Regions from separate parts of the Mus musculus genome. Here region 1 is linked to region 2. Evidence: chromatin contacts called from public Hi-C data. All regions are on one chromosome and are shown on one strand. The core of a region is the stretch at or near the end of the contact, and the rest is flanking DNA. Distances in the headings are between cores, read along the strand shown.

What was found. A called contact is a pair of places that touch in the nucleus more often than the background predicts.
Region 1: a contact with region 2 is called in a Hi-C map of uterus, with 2.8 times the contacts expected there. The contact joins two enhancer-like sites. A contact is called at or near these places in 1 of 39 promoter capture datasets (the 3T3-L1 cell line), 8 of 484 Hi-C or Micro-C datasets (CD4 T cells, Th1 cells, bone marrow-derived dendritic cells and 4 more), 3 of 115 datasets of contacts at active chromatin or transcription factors (CD8 T cells, bone marrow-derived dendritic cells and embryonic stem cells) and 1 of 9 other capture datasets (liver).

What each region holds. Positions count from the first base shown.
Region 1 is chr9:13,959,032-13,965,363 of GRCm38.p6, reverse strand. No RefSeq gene overlaps it. Among named protein-coding and RNA genes, the nearest start is that of 1700019J19Rik, 130 kb to the left of the region's middle. Within about 2 kb of position 1,788, at least 13 of the 459 cell types and tissues checked have an H3K27ac peak or open chromatin away from gene starts, as enhancers often do. A contact at or near this core is called in uterus, where this site is marked.
Region 2 is chr9:13,893,044-13,899,876 of GRCm38.p6, reverse strand. No RefSeq gene overlaps it. Among named protein-coding and RNA genes, the nearest start is that of Fam76b, 69 kb to the right of the region's middle. Within about 2 kb of position 5,181, at least 90 of the 459 cell types and tissues checked have an H3K27ac peak or open chromatin away from gene starts, as enhancers often do. A contact at or near this core is called in uterus, where this site is marked.

The sequences.
Region 1 (6,332 bases), core at 539-3,038, 69 kb before region 2:
TTCACAGGAATGGGTTATCTAGGCAAGGCCTGGCTCTACAGAGAGGAAAGAACCACAAAGCTACTAAACAATATCTACTCCAGCCTTCTGGCTGGGGAAAGTGTACATCCCTTCTGCTGCCTGTTCAACATTTCTGGATTCTCTAATGCTTATCTGCGAGAACATGGGCCTCGTGCCCCCAGGGAGCAGGCTCTGCAAAGGAAACACATCTAGGAAGAAACCCTCGTGTAAACGTTGCTCTCGCAAAGGATGCCATCTTAGCCCTTACCATTTAGCTGTTAGAAGAAGGTTTAAAAGGTGCCCATGTTCAGTAACAATTCCATTTCCCATGTTATATACATGTCAAAGTTGTAAGTGCACAAAAGACAGCTACTCAGATATACCCACTAAGCACAACACATATTTATTATAAAAGAAGAAAAAAATGTACATGGCTTTTACCAGGAGTCTCTTCATGAAAACAAGTTCCCAGAAGCACTCCTTGTTCAAGGCTAGAGAATCTAGTTGTTGATAGAGCTGTTGTGAAGGACTTGGGAGCCATGAGCACCAAAGGCTGGTTCTAATTTGTATTTTCTACTCATCAGCTGCACAATCTTCAAAGATCAGGTTCCCTTTCTCCCAAATTAACAAGCCTGAGATGATGCAAACAAGGAAATCCAAAGGGAGCCCCTCCCACTTGTGAGGCCCTCATTCATTCTCTGTATCTTGGGCAGGTGTAAGTCTCTAATTTAACACCATTCATGGTAAAGAAGTGTCTCTGACTTAGCCCAGAGCTGGATTGTTAGCTGGGCTTACGGTACCAGTGTGGATTCCCCTTTCCCCTCCCCTCCACAGAGCAGGCCTCCAATCTAACCCGAGAGCAGTCAGGTTTCCTCACAGCACTGGCAGTTGCACAGGTTGGCACATCGCGCCCAGAGTGAGCTTCTGGTTCATAGGGTTCATAGTTGGCAAGATCAACAATATCCCTTCTGCTCCAACAGCCTACTTGGTGCCCTCTGGTATATTGAAGGCTAGCCATCAGAGAGAATGTTCCCAGCTAAAATCCAGCCTGCTTTCTCTATATTTTACAATCAAGGTGTGTAGTGTCTTCTGTAACATGACTTTATGCTCTAGTTCTGGTGAGCAGCCTCAAGGATTCACAAGAGTATACATAGTGGTGGATTGGATGGATAGTGAAGTAGACTTAGCCAGGTTCACTGAGTGAACTTATCCCTGCTTAGTTGTGTGATGAGCACATAGCTGCCCAGCTCAGTTCTGGAACGATGGATTATGTTTCAAAATGATTGCATATACATACGGATTTTTGAAATTTAGCTTGGATGTGTGTGGGTTAGTGCCTTGGGTCCTCTTACTGGATAATTTGGTAAGACACTCCCAATTGATAAATCTTTTTAGTTTCCACTGAAGAGGAAAAAAATCTAATAATAGCCTTTCTGCAAATGTTCAGTAGGAGTTGAGGTGAGAGATACAATAAGATAAATGTTTTTATCACTTTTGGCAAGCCACAGTCACACTTATGAAGCCAGGTCACTGGAATCCTCGCTAGAAGCCACACCCTGGCAAGGGCCTGGAAACAGATGAGTTTTCTCTCACCTGTCTAAGAGGTCTCACCAGCCTTCTGGACCGGCTGCTGGCATTTGAGAAGACACATCACAGGGTTAAGGGTGCTGTCTGTGGCTACAGAACAGAGGGAAGCTAAGAGGCCCAAGAGAGGATTAAACCCATGACCTGCTCCTCATTAGTGCAGTGTTCTAGCAGACTGAGAAATAACGCAGACTCTCATAGTGTCAGCAAATACTGACCTACTTAGACAGGAGGGGTGAAAGCGCAGGGTTCCCCTCTGACATCAGCACAAGCTGTCTCTGGGAATTGAAAGGACAGAGAAAGGCCTTTTACAGGGAATTTCTGGGTCAATAACTCTCATCTCTTGCTCACAGAGTAATTACTGGATTATGTTGCCCAATTACCCATACATCCAATAACTGCCCCCCCCCACACACACACACTCTCTTGTCCCAACAAGTGTAGCAAGTATTAGGCAATACGTTAAGGCCACTCGAGGCGGATTGTGACATTGGCTACGTCCCTACCATTATGTTCTTCTGCTTAAATTATTTCTATCACTCCCACCCCCACCTCCACCTTTTTCATTATTGTGTCCTCTGATCCTTCTATGAATTCACAGCTCTCACACAGTCATTCCTCCTACCCTAGCAAGCTGTCCTAGAAGCTTTAAAACCTTCTGATGGCTGAGCAGAGACTTGTCACGTGTTCAACCCTATCACAACACTCAACAGTTTGTATTCCATGATCTATGTTCCTTCCTCCAAACCCTCCACTGTAAGCATCTATAGAACAGGGACTGGACCAGATAAAAGCTGGCTCTTATCTGCTCTGTGACCATGTAAAGTAGGAACACAATAAATATAAGTTGGATGATTGAGGATATCTGATTTTATTATATATTAAATTTCCTCAATTCTGCTAAGTAACATCTAAAAATGTTAAATAGTGCTGACACCACAGCCCTTAAATACATCACCTGGGCTTGGCATTTTCTGAGGCAGGATGAGAGAGTGCCTTAGACTCACACAACTCTGAGCTGAAATCCCAGGTATTTGCTAACTACCTCCCTTCTAGACTTTCTAAGTGAGAACAGCACTGAGTAGACAGACCAGGGGGATGCAGTAGGATCATGTATGTAAGGGTCCTGCTGCTCAAAATTTTAGGAAATAACACTTTCTGTTCTTTAGGCAGTGATCATAGTCTCCTGAATTCCAGTCTGCCCTGTGCATTAAGTAGCAAATACTGTTTTATTTCCATATACACACAAGCATACACATTCACAAGTTAACTAAAAAATGAAAAATAATAAAAAACTGATTGTGTTACCTCACTCAGGATGATGCCCTCCAGGTCCATCCATTTGCCTAGGAATCTCACACAATATGTACTCACTGATAAGTGGATATTAGCCCCAAAACTTAGGATAACCAAGATATAAGATACAATTTGTTAAACGCATGCAACTCATAGGCATGAAGAGCGAAGACCAAAGTGTGGACACTGTGCCCCTTCTTAGAATTGGGAACAAAACACCCATGGAAAGAGTTACAGAGATAAAGTTTGGAGCTGTGAAGAAAGGATGGACCATCTAAAGACTGACATATCCAGGGATCCATCCCATAATCAGCGTCCAAACGCTGACACCATTGCATACACTAGCAAGATTTTGCTGAAAGGACCCAGATATAGCTGTCTCTTGTGAGACAATGCCGGGGCCTAGCAAACACAGAAGTGGATGCTCACAGTCAGCTATTGGATGGATCACAGGGCCCCCAATGGAGGAGCTAGAGAAAGTACCCAAGGAGCTAAAGGGATCTGCAACCCTATAGGTGGAACAACAATATGAACTAACCAGTACCCTAGAGCTCTTGACTCTAGCTGCATATGTATCAAAAGATGGCCTAGTCGGCCATCACTGGAAAGAGAGGCCCATTGGACTTGCAAACTTTATATGCCCCAGTACAGGGGAACGCCAGGGGCAAAAAGTGGGAGTGGGTGGGTAGGGAAGTGGGGGGGGGGTGTATTGGAGACTTTTTGGATAGCATTGGAAATGTAAATGAGGAAAATACCTAATTAAAAAAATTAATTCTAAAAAAAAAAAAAATGTGACTTTGTATTTCAGGTGGGAGACAGCCTTAGACAACCTCCACCTGGGGCCAACAGGGTGCAGGCACAGAGTGAGCCAAGATGACTGATTGCCAGTCTGCTGCCTTGGGGCCAGGTAAGGAGCAGGCCAGAGATAACCACCAGTCCAGCACTTACTTCTGCCAGACGCCACGTGTCCAGGGCAGGGAGAAAGCCCATGGACAAGATGACCCCTCCCTGAGATTGTGCAGCCCAGGCAGGAGGGAGCCCAAGATGATCACCAGTCTGTCTCCATGGGGACAAGATAATGAGCAAGCCTAAGAAGACCACTTGCCCAGTGCTTCACAGACCCTGGCAGGCAAACTACACCTGAGATGACCCCTATCTGGTGTCACACTGCACAGGGAGGTATAGCACTCCTGAGACCACTCCTGAGATGAACCCAGACACTCAGAGACCCTGGGTGCCACTAAAGAGAACAAGTAAATGGTGGAGAACTATGTGAACACAATGAAGAGAGGAGAACTGGAGACTCGAGGATAGTGAGGAACAGCCTGATGTGAGCACCTGTGTGGCCACTGTATTGGCTAGTTTTGTGTCAACTTGACACAGGCTGGAGTTATCACAGAGAAAGGAGCTTCAGTTGGGGAAATGCCTCCACGAGATTCAGCTATAAGGCATTTTCTCAATTAGTGATCAAGTGGGGAGGTCTCATTGTGGGTGGTGCCATCTCTGGGCTGGTAGTCTTGGTTCTATAAGAGAGCAGGCTGAGCAAGCCAGGGGAAGCAAGCCAGTAAAGAACATCCCTCCATGGCCTCTGCATCATCTCCTGCTTCATGCCCTGCTTAAGTTCCAGTCCTGACTTCCTTGGTGATGAACAGCAGCATGGAAGTGTAAGCTGAATAAACCCTTTCCTTCCCAACTTGCTTCTTGGTCATGATGTTTGTGCAGGAATAGAAACCCTGACTAAGACAAATTGGTACCAACATAGTGGGGTATTCCTGTGACAACCTGACCATGTTTTGGGGAGGACTGTGGAAGGACTTTGGAACTTTGGGCTAGAAGATCCATTCAGTGTTAAGAGCTCTGTGGGATGTTGTGTAGGAGCTTGGAAGATAATGTTGAGAACAGTGCAGAAGATGGAGGCCTGGCTTGTGAAATTTCAGAGGAAAGATTAAAGACTCTTTTCAAGGCCATTGCTATTTTGATTGTGAAGATTCTGTGGTTCTGGTTAGCTGGGGCTGAAGAATCAGCTGTGATTAACAAGATACCAGAACTACTAAAGTGAAACCTTGGCATTACTGGGACTATTGATGCTGGTTAGCTGGTGCTAAGAAATTAGCGGTGATTAAGAAAAGACCTGCATCATTGAGGTGACATCTTTTGGGAAGTGCTTTCTGAGAGCACAGAGGCTGTGTTCCAGAGCTATCCAAGGTTGTACCATGTGCTGTGGCTGGATTTAGTAATATGTAAGAGTTACCCAGGTCGTACTGGTTTTGAAGGCATGAAGGTGTCATGAAGAACAGCTGAGGCTTGTGAGAGGTCATGGAAGGCCATTGGAGAAGGTGTAGTCTCAGCTGTAGTTGATGGCCCAGGACTGAGGGGGTCATGCAAAGAATTTGAGGCTTGGCACTGTGAAGAGAGCCTAGTTACAGTGGAAGGCAGCAATGTTTTGGAGATGCCAGTACCATGAGATGACCACCAAGAACAGTAGCAGCAGTGGAGTACAGGCATCTGGAGCCTATAAGACAAGGTGTGTGCTACAAAGGGCAGGGATGGAGAAGTGACCCAAGCCCTTGGAGGAGCCCAGAAGATCGTGAGTGGATCCCAGACATTGGACAGTTGGAGTTTGATTTTGATTGTGACTGTGCCCTGATGTTTTTCTCTCTTGAAGGAAGTATTTTAGTAGATCCCACAGTTAAGAGACTTTTAATTGTAAAAAGACTTTGGACTTTAAAAGATATTGTATATTTTAAAAGGATTGAACTTTTAATATGTAAAGACTGTGGGACTTTTAAAGTTGTTTAGATCTTGGGGATGAATATGAAACTAAGGGTTGAGGCTTACGAGTGATATGTTTGTGTGTCAAGTTGACAAGAGGTCAATTGTATTGGCTGGTTTTGTGTCAACTTGACACAGGCTGGAGTTATCATAGAAAGGAGCTTCAGTTGGGGAAATGCCTCCACGAGATCCAGCTGTGGGGCATTTTCTCAATTAGTGATCAAGCGGGGAGGTCCCCTTGTGGGTGGTACCATCTCTGGGCTGGTAGTCTTAGTTCTATAAGAGAGCAGGCTGAGCAAGCCAGAAGCAAGCCAGTAAGGAACATCCTCCATGGCCTCTGCATCAGCTCCTGCTTCCTGACCTGCTTGAGTTCCAGTCCTGACTTCAGTATGGAAGTATAAAATGAATAAACCCTTTTCTCCCCAATTTGCTTCTTGGTCATGATGTTTGTACAGGAATAGAAACCCTGACTAAGACAGCCACCTAAGACCAGGATGGGGCCCTAGCCCGTGCTGCCAATGTGGGCCATGTCTGTTTCTGTGGGCCTGCAGCAACAGGGATCCATTACCACCAAAGACCAGGGCCATACTGAACTGCCCACATCCCTTGTCTGGGCATTGTGGGAGAGTTGGCCCTGAGGGTGTGAAAGCAAGAGAGGTGAGCCTGGACATGTGGTGGCA
Region 2 (6,833 bases), core at 3,932-6,431:
AGTAGTACTCCATTGTGTAAATGTACCTAGTCGGCCATCACTGGGAAGAGAGGCCCATTGGTCTTGCAAACTTTATATGTCTCAGTACAGGGGAACGCCAGGGCCAAGAAGTGGGAGTGGATGGGTAAGGGGGTGAGGGGAGAAGGTATGGGGACCTTTCGGGATAGCATTTGAAATTTGAAATGTATATAAAGAAAATATCTAATCAAAAAAGACATAAGAAAAGTTTGTTTGGTTGTTTGGTTGTCTTACACCAGAATGTAATAAAAGTCTGATTTTACATATATGGTGCAACAAATGTACTGAATGCTTCCCTGAGGGGTGAGGCTGAGGAAGAGCACTCAGGACCTGAGACTCAGGACTCACTCAGGACTGGCATGCGATTTCCACTTTTGTGGCCTCGTTTTGATCTCTCTCATTTATCTTACAGACAGATTTTATTCAGGAAAAAGTAAGCATTGGTTTCTGCAAAGCAACACTTTGCTTTTTCTTTAAAGCCATGCAAAGCATGGAAACAGATTGTCTATGGCTTTGTTCATTAGTGGATTGTTCCAGGATTTTTTTTTTCTGATGAATTTGCTTGTGAACTTCTCTGTGCATATCCCACTCCTTGAGGAAAACCTTCCTTCATTTGATCAACAGGGTTGCTCAAGACTTCATGCCTGAGATGTACAACAGACATGTCCAGCTTGATTCTAATGCAATAGGTAGAATCTAGACACGCATACCCTGCTAGGATCATTTAGAAGCACTGCCAGATGGACCCCAGCCACCTGCTAATGAGACCATGTTCCTGCCCCAGCTCTGCTTCCTTCTGATCGGGTGACCTCTAGACAAAGCCCTTGACCTCTTGGCATTTCCTCATTTCTAAGATGAGGATAATCACAGGAGCCCAGGAACGCTCGGATGCTGCATGAGACGCTCCCAGACCAGCGCTGGTATGTCCTGTGAGTTCAACAGCTGACAGTTCCACGCTGCCATTATGCTGCCATGTGAGCATCGAGTTTTAAGATTCCTGGAATTATCTATACAGGTTAGCACTAGCCCTCTACAGCTCCACGAGAATAAGAATTCTGTGCGTGCGCGCGTGCACACACACACACACACACACACACACACACACACACACACATACACACACACTGCTTAGCAGCTGAATACAACACAGAACGTGTCTATTTTTGACCGCTATAAAGACTAGCCAGCAGGCCTGCAAATTCATGCCTCAGCAATCACTGTCAAGCCCGTTGCTTAGGAACACAGAGGTTTCCAAAATGGTCTTGTCCATCTCTCCTCTGCGCATGCACCGATCCCTACCAGGAAGTGTCTGTCGTGTTATATCAGGAGCCCACAATGAGCAGGACATACCCCCATAGGTGATCCAGTCTAGAAGGGACAACAGCAGGGGAGATGGTGATTATGATGCAGCACAGGTGTTAGACTACTGCTAGATAACATCTTTGTAATGCATTAGTGACCTTCTCTTGTCTTCTACTGAGGAACTGTTTGCTCTGGGAAGATTTTGCTGTAACTCAAAAGCAAAGCTTTGCTTTTGCAAGTGAAGATTTTGAAGCCCATGGTAAATTACAGCCATGAATGTGTTTGCTCACCTTGGAACTGAAGACAGCTTTATCAGAAGCTCTAGATACAAGAAAGTCTAGATGTTTATGATCTGTGGGGGGTTGATATTTATCTAAGGATTAAGAAGAAAGTGAAAAGAACTTGTGACTTGAGGCAGCACAGTCAGACAAGAAGATCTAGAGATAAAGATGAAGGAAGAGACTGATCATGGGCCTCTGAGTATGTTCTCAGCACAGGGGTCAGGCGCTTGTGTGGAGGCAGGCAGATTTCACCATAATCAATAATGAAATAAAAATCCACAAGCAGCTCTTCTATCCTCTCTTGCCTGAGCTGTCCAGTTAGCCTTTCAACAGCAGAGCAGCACAGTGTGGAGAAGTACCTGCAGAGATGAGTGTGCTGTTGTGCACCCAATGACCTCTTGGCACTTATATGATATGGAGGGGATCTTGACACTCCTAGGTATTTCAGAAAATGCAGATCACGAATGCTGTATGATGAATTTATTCCACCTAAATATTAGCCAGACCTCAGATGGAGGAGTCTCTGGGAGTCTGAGGCAACAGAAAGAGACAGCATGGGGTGCAGCCTGCTGAACCTGGGCATGCTCTCTGAGAGATGTCACCATGCATTATACTGTGGGAAGGCACCCTTGTTCCAAAAGCCAGATAGATGTTCAATTACATGTAAACAGAGACCACTTGGCAAGCAGTAGCAGATGATGCAAGCACAGAAGATGTAGCCAGAGCACGCAAGCACACAGAGGACAACATGCAAGCCGTTTACCTCCTCGGCATGGCCAGGACACTCCTGTGTACTCAAGCGTTTCCGAAGGCAGATCCTATCACTCTTGAGATGAGAGGGTATTTAGAATGACTAGTGATTTATCTAAAGGACAGTTACATTGATGATACGTGTGTACTGTTTTCTAGAATTGGCAGAAAGTCCAAAGTGGGACAAAATTAATGTTTAAAAAATATTGAAAAGAGCATGCGTAGTCTTTGTGCAGAGTGGCTAACCATAGGTCCTCAAGTCAAGGCTGAGAAATTAAACTGTGCAGTGGTAAGAGCACATCAAACATAGAGTATTCCCAGCTGCGGGGTCAAGGACTTCCCACAGAATTAATATTCATGAATTTTGAGGAGCAAACAGGAATCATCCAGTCACAAGGAAGTTAGGGTATATTTCAGAAAGTTTTTTAAAAGCCACCTGAGTCAAAGGCTATGGGTAAAAGAAGGTACAGACTGCTCCGGAAAAGCCATGAGCACCTCCTTCCCACCCTATATGAACATAAAAGGACCTGGCAGTGCACACCTGAGATCCCAGAGCTCGGGCGATGGAGTCAGGAGGATCCCTGGGGCCCACGGACTAGTCAGTCAGTTTAGCATAATCAGCCTAGGTTCAGAAGACACCCTGTCTTAAAACTGTGGTCGAGGGTGATTGAGGAGATACCCACAATGACCTCTGGCCTCCACACCTGCATGCACATAAGCATGCACCCATGTCTGCATGTGCACATATGTGAATACATGCATGCACACACACCAAAAGAAAAAAAAATAGAGTTTCAGAGTGGCCATTTTGAGCAGGTCGACTGCAATACGCTACCTTAGCTCTAAGTGGTTGGGGGCGGGAGACAGCCCTTCCCTGTTCTCTACAGCCTCTGCATTCTGGCAGTGCAAGCTACTCGTGAAGGCACCCCAAAGGCATCCTAGCTCGGAGGCCCCTCCTAAATTTCACACAAAAAACTTCGTGTAAATGAACAGAGAGCTTTTGAATATGGTCAGCTCCACAAGGCCATGGGAGTTAAAGACTTTGGACTTGAAGAACAGAAGGGAGCTAGCTACTGAAGGTCCCTGAGCAGGGGTTGGCATAGCAAGAGCAGTCAGTCCTGCAGCAGCTGTGGAAGGGCTGGAGTGGAGTCAAGAGACTCCAGAAGTTACCACGGTTGTCCAGGCATGAAGCAAAAGGGGAGATTCGATGGTATCCATGGCAACGGAAAAAGGAAGATATGAAAATTATTCTGAAGGCAGAAACAACAGGACTTGATTAGTGATTGGATATGGGTGTGTGGAGGAGGCAGGAGCGAGGAATGACTCAGGGGTTTTGTGCTTTGGAAGCTTGTGGGAATAAATCTGAAATAGGAACACTAATCAGAAGCGCTGCTGTGATGGGGGAAATGGAGAGTACGGCTTAAGGCATGCTGGATTTCACACAATGATGGAATACATAAGTAGAAATGTTCTCTGCACATCACAAAGGATGCGGTTCCCTCCTCTGCTTCTCTGGCGTTAAATGCATAAGAGAAGCCCTTTTGGAAGGAGGGGACCTGCAGAATAAATTTCCTGCTTCTCTTACTTGTAATAAGCTGTTGCAGAAGGCCTTCACTGTCATCATTGGCTTTGTCTTCAAGCAAACGCAAAGGACTATTCAGCATCTGTTTATGCTTGCCAGCTGAACAGGCACAATTCACAGTAACAGATCCTGAACCTGAGAGGGCTCCAGGCTGAGACAGCTGACATTTACAAGGCCAGTCCTCAGAGAAGACAGTAGGGCAGTAGTTACTGAACCATATCTGTGTGAGGTTAATGGTCATGTTCATACGCCATACGGAGAAACCACGAAGAGGGAAGGATGCTGTCCAAATCAGAGCAGCGGGGACCAGAGGATACTGGGAGTTTGAGATAAAAAGAAAATTACCTAGAATTCTTTTTTTTTTTTTTTTTTTTTTTTTGATTAGTGCTAACTTGAGTCATCCTTTCCTTGGGAAAGAAGAGTAGACTGGGATGTGACTTACAATCTACAGTTATTAATTAATCTGTGATCCAACCTTATCATATTCACAGATTCTGGAACATCCACAGGATCATGCGGCTGACCTTCAGGAATGCTGGATCTCACATCTAAATCCCTGAGAAAAGTCCACAGTGTTCTATAATGAAATTTAGCTGCTAATTAAACATAGCAGAGTACAAACCCCCCATAAAAGGACTTGTGGGGCAGTGTCTTCAGCAAACTTCCTTTCCCATGTAGGACAAAGTCCTACCGCATGAAAGATTCAAAGCAGGTGTCCCCACCATCCCTGTGTGAGCAGTACATGCCTAAACACAAATACTTTTATTTTCCCCAGTCGCTGGGTTCCTGGGTTTCATGAAGGACTCGTTCAGCTCTGTCAACTGAATGGAACGTCACTGTACATCGGGACAGACTGATCAAGTTCAGGGCATATCATTCACTTTCATCCTTCTGTCTACTGTGCTGTTAGCAAGAGTTGGTCAAGCCCTGTGTGGATGCTGAGGAAATTAAAAAGCTCCATGAAGAATAGGCTCGAAGACACTACCTCCTGTGTCTACCGGGATGAGTGAGGGTCCCCTTCTCCTGTGCTGGTGCCCGTAGAGTTTCCAACCTCACCTAAGAACAAGCGGGATTAAGTTTCTCTGTAAAATGTAGACAGAATCTTCACATTCAACCTTTACATAACATGTTTTGTTTCACTACATTCGAGGGACTTTCCTAAAGCAAGGATCTTTATCTTTGCAGCTACCTCTGTGTGTGCAAGCTTGGTTTCTTTTCTCTCTGGCAGCTTCCTCCAGAGCCTTAGCCTTACCAGCATCCTGTGACTCACACTTTCATTTCTTGTAAGTCGACACAGAGAGCTGTCCCTGACGCGCTTGGAGTGATGGATTAAAAATATTCAAGAGAAAAAATAACAAACGCAGTTACACTTAAACCATGTGGGATGCCTCCTATCTCTCCCCCTTTCGTTTCTTTCTCGTTGGCTTTCTACTGTCAACCTGCTTGTCACCAACAGTGGGTGTCAACCTGTCAGTTAACTGTCTATCACAATACATCACCTTTATTAGAGGAGTTGCAGAGCAAGCCTGTGGTCCCTCATTGATTTGCCTGTTGCACCCCACATGCTGCCTCTCCCTGCACCTAGTGATTTTCTCCTTCCCATAGCTGGGGCAGCCAGGCTCACTGCCTTCCCTCGCTCTCAGGCCAGTTATTTCCCTTTCCCGGATTACTCTGTTAACTTCACAATTGCAAAGAGCATGGCATTCGTTCCTCAAGGGTCCTACTGCATGAAAATAAAGATGCCATGCCTAATTCCAAGCCTGGGGTGAAAGCAGAAATGGGAGGTGGTGAGATATAGTATGTGGCAGTTCAGATGGAGGAGCCTCAATAGGCATAGATACCACAGACATCTATGAGCTCTCTGTTGAGGACAGTTTTCCAAAAGATGCACTAATCCTAACCCTAACCTCAATCCTAACCCTAACCCTTGTTAGTACAAACACTGACCTTTGTTGAGCTGTCTTTCCAAAGAAAGGGTACCCTGAACCTGTAAAGGAAAGAAGTGCTCACTACCCATCACAATGGGTTAAGGTTCATAATGCTCAAGACCCCCTCCTGTTAAATAATCTACTCCACGTGCAGATGTTGCCCATACCTCTTCACAGTCTACACTGCTGCTATTCCAGCTTAGTAAACTCTCTCTCTCTCTTTCTCTCTCTCTCTCCTCTCTCTCTCTCTCTCCCCTCTCCATCCTCTCCTCCCTCTCCCCACTCTTCCCCCTTTCCTCTCCCTCTCCCTCTCTCCCTCTCCCCCTCCCCCTCCCTCTCCCTCCTCTCTCTCTCTCCCTCCCTCCCTCCCTCCCTCCCCCTCTCTCTCCTTCTTCTCCTCCCCTCCCTCCCTCTCTCTCCCCCTCTCTCTTTCCTCATATTATTATTCTGATATTCCACCTATTTCGAGTACTCTGAGTAATAACATCCTTTGTTTTACCCCAAAGAGTTTTGTATGTTCTGTGAAAAGCATCTAAGAAACTACCCAGCTAATATATTCACTTATATGTGGGGGGGGGGGGAAGCTCAATCCCTCACAGTTTTTGAGATTTTTTTTAGCTGTCAATAAGAACATTAGGCAGATGAAAACTTAGAGGCTAAACTTTCTAGTCTATCACATCTTGAAATGGTTAACTCCCCTCTCCTCTTGCTCCACTCCCGCCTCTCTCTAGTCTATGTACATTCCTGGCCTCCATAATGATGGGCTGTAATAGCCCATTTACTCAGTAGAGTGGATTTCTGAAACCCATTTCCAGATTACAGCCTGTGTGCCAGGGCTGCGTTTATTTTCATTACTAGAGAAAGGGGTGCAGCCTTGTAACGCTGACTTTTCAATAGCTCCATCAGAAAGTGCTCGGAGCACCTTCTCAGTGCTCACCAAATGCTGCAGAATCCTCCAGAGACATACCCCTT